Linked DNA regions of Pan troglodytes: regions 2 and 3 are each linked to region 1. A link is a contact called in public Hi-C data. All regions are on one chromosome and are shown on one strand. The core of a region is the stretch at or near the end of the contact, and the rest is flanking DNA. Distances in the headings are between cores, read along the strand shown.

Region 1 (2,700 bases), core at 170-2,669:
CTTGGAATCTTCTCTCCAGACACAGATGGAAAACAGCCAAGGTGGGCACTGAGGACCCCCGGCCCAATCTGGCACTGCACCAAGCTCCCGTCCCTGTGCCGGCTGAACTATCCTACCTGATGCTCTTCGCAGACTTGTCTCCAGGCTTGGCAGGCTGACCCGCCCCCCACCTCTCTCTGGATCCTCTCAGTCCTCTGCCTACAGACCCACCACTACCACTTCAGCCAAACAAGTCGTGGAAGCACCAGCAGTGAAGGCCCAGGATGCTGGCCAGAGAGAACGCCCTGCTGCCCAAGGCTGGGGCCCCCGAGGGCCTGTGCTGCTGGGAACCCCATCCTGAGAGCTGGGGAGCAGAGGAGACTCTGGGCCCAGCCCTGTGGAAAAGCCACGGAAGGGGGTGGGACAGGAAGCAGGGTGAGGGTTGGGTGGGCAGGTGGCCCCCTCCTGATAGCTTCTAATTAACTTGGATCCGAGGGGATGGGAAGGGGCTGCTGTGTCCAGGAGGGCCAGAGAGCTGAGGTCAGAGGTCAGGACAGTCACTGCCCATTGCCAAGGGGGAGGCCAGTGTCCGGGGACAAAGTTCTCTGGAAGCCCTCACTTTGCAACTTTGAAAGGAGACAGGGCCGGCATGAGTCATCCCAGCACCTGATGACCCCGGTGGCCTGGGGTGCAGGTGCCTGCTGAGGCCCCACTTCCAATTTTTCTGAAGCCTGGGAGAAGAATTCAGAATAGTGGGACCTGAGGCCAGGGCCAGCCTGGGAGGCAGAGACGAGACTGGCGCCCCGGATGAGAAGGGGCTTCGGCCCTCCCGAGCCCAGCGGGGACACAGAGCCCTCGCGGGGAGAGGGGGCTCCGCCGCGCTGCGCGCAGGAGACGCCAGCAGCGGGTCTGCCGCGTAGGCCGTTCGGCCCGGGACCCCGGCCCAGGCCTGGCGCGCGGGTGAGCGCGGCCAGGGACGCGCACCTGGGGCCAGCCTCGCCACCCACCTGTCACCTGGGGCCGGGAGCGGGCGCGGGGCGCGGGGCGCGGGGCGCGGGCCTCGGCCTGGCCGGGCAGGGCCGATCGCGGGCGCGGGGTGGGGGGGCGAAGGCAGTGAACCAAAATGGCGACTTTTTCTGGAGAAGGAGGAGGCAGGAAGACGGCGCCGGCGCGGGGCGCGGGGGCTCGGGCGCGGCGGGGGGCGGGGGGGCTCCGGGCCCGGCCCCCTCCTTGGCCTGCGCGCAGGGTCGAGATCCGGGACGCGGTGGGCGCCGGGGCTGCGGCCAGAATGGGTCCGGGGCGCGGCCGGGCGCTTACCTGCGGCGCCCAGCGGGGCTGCGGCCGGGCCGGGCCGGGCCGGGCCGGGGGGCGCGGGGCGCGGGGCGCGGGGCGCTGGGTCCGGGCGGCGCAGGCTGCGCGCCGCGCTGCGCACATGCGCGCTCCCGCCCCTCCCACCTTTGACAGTTTTACTGCGGGGGGGAGGGGGCGAACTCTCGCGTTATTCCCGCGGCCGCTCCGCGACGGGGAGGGGGCGGGGAGGGGGCGGGGGCGGGGGAGAGGGCCCGGCGCTGGCCTGTGGTTCCCCCGCTCCGCGGTTCCGCCCCCGTCGGCCGGGCCCGCAGTCCAGAGTAGCCGGTTCTGCCGTCCTGGGGCGGGGGACGTTTTTTGGACAGTGGGGTAAACTGAGGCCCGATAGGGGCGCTAGGCACTGCCCGGAGTCCGGCGCGCACGGATTGAGGCGACCTGATTCCGCCGCATCCTGGCCCGCGCGGCGAGGGTGGTCTCTGGGCTCGGGACCCTGACCTCTGGCCCTGGGGGCCGTGCACCGGCAGCGCAGGATTCAGCCTTTTTCCAACTGGCCCTGAGACCACTTTTGCGACTGACCCCCGGAGGTGCCTGGCGGCTTAAGGCCATGGGGTTTTACTGGGGTCACTGACCATTGGGTCACCCTTTCCCAGCTCTGGGGGCAGTGGTTCTGAACCAGTGCCAGGGCCTTCTCTGCCCCACAGCTTGGGCTTCTGCAGGCAGGGGGCACTGGGGTCCGGTGTGGGCTGAGTGGTCTGGAGGTGGCGGAGCACTGACAGCACAGGACTTGGGAATGAATGAGACAGAGAAAGGTGTGGCTCTCCTAAAGAGGACGGGTAGGAGGCACCACACGGGACTGGCACAGGACCCACAAGAATCTCCCCCAGGAGAGCCTGCCTGCCTGCCTTCCTTCCCTCCCTTCCCTCTCTTACTTCCTTCTCTTCCTTCCCTTCCCTCCCTCCCTCCCTTCCTTCTTCCTTTCCTTCCTTTTTCCTTCCTTCCTTTTCTTTCCTTCCTTCTCTTTTCTTCCCTCCCTTCCTCCCTTCCTTCTCTTCCTTCCCTTCCCTCCCTCCCTCCCTTCCTTCTCTTCCTTCCCTTCCCTCCCTTCCTCCCTTCCTTCTCTTCCTTCCCTTCCCTCCCTCCCTTCCTCCCTTCCTTCTCTTCCTTCCCTTCCCCTCCCTCCCTCCCTTCCTTCTTCCTTCCTTCCTTTTCTCTTTCCTTCCTTCTCTTCTCTTCCCTCCCTCCCTTCCTCCCTTCTATTCCTTCCTCCCTTCCTTTTCTCCTTCCTTCCTTCCCTTCCTTCTCTTCCCTCCCTCCCTTTCTCCTTCCTTCCTTCCCTTCTCTCTCTTTCTTTTTCTCCCCTCCCCTCCCTTCTCCTCCCCTCCCTTCCCCTCCTCTCCTTTCTCTCCTTTCTCC
Region 2 (2,700 bases), core at 192-2,691, 270 kb before region 1:
AATGTTCAGGTTTCAAAACATTGAAAGAAACTAGCCCCAGCCCTGAACCCAGTTCCCCCCGGCTTCAGGCATGACCAGTGAACATGCCCTTCTCTCACTGGTCACCTGAGGATGCCGCACTCTGTCAACAGGTTCCCCTAATACATGCTCTGATCTGATCGCCTTGGCATTTAGTGATTCTTTCCCTGGAATCTCCACTGGCCCCATCGCAGGGAACTCCCAAGTGGGAAACTCCCCTACCACCACTTTTGGGGCAACTTCAGCTAAGGGTTCAGCTGGGACAAAACAGGGAGCCACTCGGGAACCTGGGATGGGACCAGAGAGAAAACCCGAGGGACAGAGTGGGTAAGGAAAGCTGCTGAGGAAGGGCCCAAAGGGTGCACTCTGGAAAGAAGTGGCACTGGAGGGCTGGGGTGGGGGTGGTCCTGGCCAGGGAGTCTTACCTTGTCCCACAAAGACTGCAGCTCTTCCTGCCCTCCTAAGTCCCAGAACATGAGCCGAGCCTTTCCCACATCCACAGTGCCGACTGGGGAGAGGAGGAAACAGGCAAGGCTCATGACCTTGGTCCTCGACACACCCAGTCCCAGCTCTCCCAGGGGATGGGGCAAAGCATGCCGGTGCCACTCAAATGAGACTTGAGAGGGGCCCGACAGGGCTGTGGCCACGGGCCAGCTGGACTGTGAACATCACGGCATCCTCAAGGCCCCAAACCCACAGCCCTGCTGTTTAGACGCCTTACTGTTTAGGCCCACGGTGGTGGTGATTTTGGATAGACTCATCCCCTTGTAGTTCTTGTTAAATCGGGTTTTCGACTGCTCCAGGAAGGTCTGAGGAGAGAGGGAGAGGCGAAACACATCAAGTAGGGGCTATACTGGCTTCCAAATATCCTTACTCAGGTCTGTTCTTTAAAAGACAGAAACAGAAACAGAGCAACACTCTGCTCTTCAGGAAGCTGGTGGTGACTATCCTGCCGTCTCAGGTGAAATTTGGCTTCTGTCTGGGTAGTGAACGTGCAGCTGACAGCACAACACCGAAGGGGGCGCCGCCAGGCCGTGGGAAAGGTGCGCGCAAGGGCGTGGGCACTCACCGTCTTCCCAGCATTGTCCAGGCCCAGGATCAGGATGCAGTACTCGTCCTTCTGAAACATGTACTTGTACAAGCCCGACAGCAGCGTGTACATCCTGCCCTGGGCACCCCAACATATGTCAGTGTGCAGCCAGAAAGCACCTCCCCTCCCCCGGGCTTCTCCACGGTGGTCAGTGGCGCCCCACGTCCAGCCGACCGCTCAGGACGAGAGCCTGGGGGCCATTCCCGACTCCTCGTCCCTCTCCCACCCCATCCCTCTGTAACTTCTCCCAGGTCAGCCGCCACTGTGTCCTGCTCACAGCGATGACTGCGACCTCTCCGAATACACATCGGTTCCGGCCCCTCCCCTGCTCGCGGGACTACCCAGCCAGGTGTTCACAGTGAGCTCAGCCGCGCTCCCGCCCTCGCCCGAGGCTTCGCTCCCACGCTTCACGCGCGCGGAACGGGGAACACACTCGCTGCAGCCCCGCCTGGGCCACAGCACCCTCGAGCGTCAGCCCCGCGCCCCACCCGGGAGCAGCGAGCCACCGGCGCGCTCCCCAGGAGCCCCTGCAGGCGCCGGGTAGGGACGCCCCATCACCCCATTTCTTAAAACGGGGACGGCCCTGGGGGGAGCGGACTACAGGGCGGGTGAGCAGCGGCCCGGCTGCTCCTGGAGTGCACCTGGAGGCGGCGCGCGGCTGGCAGGGAACGACTGCGAAGGAAGAACCTGGGTCGCGGCCCCCGGCTACGTCCGCCCCATGCCGCCGCCGCCAGGTTTGAGGCTCCCCGACAAGCAGCCAAAGCTGGCTCCTGTCACACCCGCGTCCCACCTCGAGTCCTGGGCCGCCCCTCGGGCCTCGCGCCTCACCGCACAGCCTGCGGCCTACCTGCGTCCGCCGCGCCCTCGGAGCCGCCGCTGCTGACCCCCGCTGACCTCCGCTGACCCCGCGCTAACCCCGCGCGGCGCCTGACGGGACGCGGGCCGGCCTCAGGGAATGAGCTGAACCGCGTCCCAGCGGCCTCCGCGCTCCGCTTCCCGGCTGCCCCCGCGCGCCAAGCACTTCCGGAAGCGGCGGCGCTCGGGAGGAAGTGCCGATCGGCTGCTGGGGCGAAAAGGGGGCGCCGGGCCGCTCTAGCCGGTGAGGCCGGCGGGCTCTCTGTGGCTGCGGCTGGGAAACCGCGCGGAGGAGGTGCCCGGCCGGGGACCAGGGGGCCGCGGTTTGCGGGGACGCGGCCCTGGCCAGACAGAAGAGACGCCGGGCGGGGGGGCGCGGCCGGCCTGGAAGGCGGCGGGCGCGGCGGGTGGGCTCGGCGGAGGGTCAGGCGGCGGGGCGCCCCGCGGGGAGGGGGCTCCGGAGTGACGCGGGACCCGGCTAGCGGCGAGCCCACGGCGGCTCGGAAGGGAAGCGCGGAGCCTGAGCGGGGGTACCCGGGCTGCGACCTCTGCGCTGGGAGCTGTGCCTCTGAGCCGGTGTCTCCCCGAGGGAAAGGGGACGTGCCCGTGCCCGTCCTCAGGCTGTGGGGTCGGTCCCGAGACGCGGTGCTCAGCTGGCTTCTCTTCTTGCAGCCCTGGTCCAGCGCCTCCCTCTCTCAGCATGGACGAGGAGAGCCTGGAGTCGGCCTTGCAGACCT
Region 3 (2,700 bases), core at 100-2,599, 320 kb before region 1:
AGGGCGCGGTCCCCCTCACTCCGGGCTCCGCCGTGTCTGGCCCGCCCCCCTCCTTCAGCGCCCCCTCCAGCCCCTGTGCTGCACTGGCGCGGGGAGCGCCGGGTTCCCGGCTGGGGCTTTGGCAGAGGGTCCCACCCTCTCCCCGCCTCCCCACGAAGGCTCTGGCGGACCCAGATCTCGGGTCGCCGGACGCCCCAGGGACCCCGCCCGCACATCGCGAGCGCGCCCACCCGGTCACGAGCCCACGCCCGGGTCTGGGAGCCACCCTGCGGCAGTCGCGCCCTGCGTGGCACGCTGCTCCCCCAGGGGCGAGGCGCCCCCGCCCGACGTCCCGGTCCCGAGCGCTCCCCGGCGCGGCGCCTCGCAGCCCAGCGCCCCACCAGCCCCGCCGGCGCCGCAGACCCCAGCCTCGGGCGGGTCGGGCCCAGGCTTGCACTGCGCAGGGTAGGAGAAGGGAAATTGGCGTCCGCTGCCGGCCGCTGCCCCAGGCGAGGCCAGACGAGGCCTCTGCTCAGATCCCGCCGCCCCACAAAGCCCGTGGCCCGGGAGCCTACCGGAAATGGTGCTGGCCATGGTGCTGGCGGCGGTTGGGCCTGCGGAGGCTGGAGAGGCGCAAGTGGCGGCCGGAGCTGCAGACGGCTAGTGCTGCAGTGCCGGGGAGGGGAGGGGAGAGGAGTGGAGGGAGCGAGGGCGGGCGGGAGGCGGGCGCGGCGGGAGAGAGAGGTGGGGGGAGGGAGACACAGAGAGAGAGAGAGAGAGAGAGAGAGAGAGAGAGGGTTGGGGGGAGGAGGGAGGGAGGGAGTGTTGGGGGAAGGAGAGAGAGAGAGAGACTGCGGGGGCGGGGGAGGGAGGGAGGAAGAGAGAGAGGAGCAAGCGCCTGGCTGCGGAAGGGGCCGCGGCTCTCAGGGGGAGAGGGCGGAGGAGGGGGGCTACCCGAACTGCAACAAGACCCCCCACCCTCCAACCGCTCACAGCGGGACAGCCGCTTCCCCACCTTGGCTTTGTGAGGCCTGAGAGTGGGGTGGGGGTGGAGATGAGCCCCCATTCCCCAGGGCAGGCGGGGCAGGGGCAATGCCGGAGGAGCAGGTCCCACCCATGGGGTGGGGCCGCAGAGCTCTTCGCCGCCAAGGTCGCTGTAGGCTGGGCTGGCGCCAACAGGGTCCAGGTCTGTGCCTGCCATCGGAGAGGATGCCACAGCCACAGGGGTGGGCGCTGGCCCGGAGGCCTCCAAGGGGCATCTCCTGTGAGCCCAGGGGATGGGCAGGATCTGAGCGGAGAAGAGTGAAAGTGGAGGAGTGAGGCCAGAACAAAGGCTTTGCGGTGAAAGAGATGGTTTCCCGCCTGGGCTCTGACCTCCACTCACTGTGTGGCCCAGGCCAAGGGCAAGCGTCTGACCTCACTGGGCCTTTGTTTCTCAGGGGTAAGATGAAACAATGATGCCCCCAGACGATGGAGAGGAGGGGTGCCAGGGTTGTGCGCACTTAGTGAGTGGGGGGCAACCTATCCTGCCTCCCCCTCTCCTCATAACTCCCAAAGGGAAAGCCTGGTAGGCAAACGGAGCGTCTTTGCCATTGCAGGGATGAAGCCACCGAGGCAGGGAGAAAAGTGCTTTGCCCTACAAGCAACTAAGTCATAGGGCCAGGAGCAAAACCCTGAAAACCTCAGAAGACTTGCAGAGCCATGAGGCTGGCTCAGCAACACAAAAGCCAGGGGCAAGCCTCAGCTCTAGCAGTGCGTTGGGAGCACCCAAGGCCAGTCACATCCTAGGGTGGCCTGGAGAGTCCTGACCCCTGACGTGCAAGCCGGCATCATCCCCGGGACTGTGAGTCTGGTGGGGGTGATGCCCAGGAATGTGACATTGTGTGGCCCAGAGGTACCCTTAAGACTGGAGGATCACCAGGCGGGCCCTGACCTCATCACAGGAGCCCTTTAAAAGCAGTTTCCTTTGGCTGGTTGAAGAAATCGGAGGGATCAAACCAAAGAAGGTTTTCTGTTGTTGAGATGAGGGGGCCACGTGGCAAGGATCTGAGAACTGCTCCCAGCCAACAGCCAGCAAGACAACAAGGCCTTAACTGCAAGGAAGTGAGTTCTGCCAACAAGAAGAGAATGGGCTTGGAGGCAGGTTTGACCCCAGGGCCTCCACACAAGAACTGAGCCCAGCTGCCCACTTGGTTTCAGCCTTGCGTTACTAAGAATTAGGAGGTAATGAATGGGAGTTGTTTTAAGCTGTTGGTTTTGTGGTGATTTGCTATGAAGCCATATCAAACTAATATACACACAGAGGTGTTGGCCCCTGGGCCATTCCTAGGAAGCCAGCTCTGGGAAGGAGGAAGAAGGGCAGAGAGGCACACAGAGCTGCCCACCACAGCAGCTGTGTCCTCCCTGTTGGCCACCACAGTAGCAGTTGGGGATGGTCAGCATCCTTCAGGCAGACTCCAGCCCCGGGTGCTGGAGCTCAGGTGCTAGGGATCAAGAGAAGTAGCCCTCTCTGGGACCTCCAGAGTCTTTCATGTGGGTGGGGTAGGACCCACCCAGTCAGGCTCAGAGCACTGCAATGCCTCACACTCATTGTGACTCTGGCCAGGCCCTCTCAGAGCCTCTGTGTCCTCATCTGGAGCACAGGGACCAGGTGTGTGGAAGCCCGTGGCATAGTGCCAGGAACACAGTAGATGTGCACAGTGTGCACTAGCAGGAACACAC

What was found. Hi-C and Micro-C count contacts between places; a contact is called where the count stands out from the background.
Region 2: a contact with region 1 is called in a Hi-C map of stem cell-derived neural progenitor cells, with 3 times the contacts expected there. The contact joins the promoter of ZGPAT here to the promoter of ZNF512B in region 1. A contact is called at or near these places in 1 of 7 Hi-C or Micro-C datasets (stem cell-derived neural progenitor cells) and 1 of 1 datasets of contacts at active chromatin or transcription factors (stem cell-derived excitatory neurons).
Region 3: a Hi-C map of stem cell-derived neural progenitor cells shows a contact between it and region 1, with 3 times the contacts expected there. The contact joins the promoter of STMN3 here to the promoter of ZNF512B in region 1. A contact is called at or near these places in 1 of 7 Hi-C or Micro-C datasets (stem cell-derived neural progenitor cells) and 1 of 1 datasets of contacts at active chromatin or transcription factors (stem cell-derived excitatory neurons).

Annotation. Positions count from the first base shown.
Region 1 is chr21:70,315,114-70,317,813 of NHGRI_mPanTro3-v2.0_pri, forward strand. It overlaps ZNF512B (zinc finger protein 512B), which reads right to left and starts at 1,420. Exons shown (of 17, transcript XM_024352133.2): 1 at 1,297-1,420. LOC107970101 (a long non-coding RNA gene) reads left to right here and starts at 1,530. Exons shown (of 3, transcript XR_008541285.2): 1 at 1,530-1,871.
Region 2 is chr21:70,046,231-70,048,930 of NHGRI_mPanTro3-v2.0_pri, forward strand. It overlaps ZGPAT (zinc finger CCCH-type and G-patch domain containing), which reads left to right and starts at 1,442. Exons shown (of 7, transcript XM_525387.8): 1 at 1,442-1,648; 2 at 2,636-2,700. The coding sequence starts at 2,664. ARFRP1 (ADP ribosylation factor related protein 1) reads right to left here and starts at 2,110. Exons shown (of 8, transcript XM_009437655.3): 1 at 1,956-2,110; 2 at 1,088-1,186; 3 at 740-827; 4 at 444-526. The coding sequence starts at 1,180.
Region 3 is chr21:69,992,935-69,995,634 of NHGRI_mPanTro3-v2.0_pri, forward strand. It overlaps STMN3 (stathmin 3), which reads right to left and starts at 1,350. Exons shown (of 5, transcript XM_514783.9): 1 at 555-1,350. The coding sequence starts at 573. It overlaps LOC107972506 (a long non-coding RNA gene), which reads left to right and starts at 329. Exons shown (of 2, transcript XR_001715143.4): 1 at 329-444; 2 at 1,578-2,225.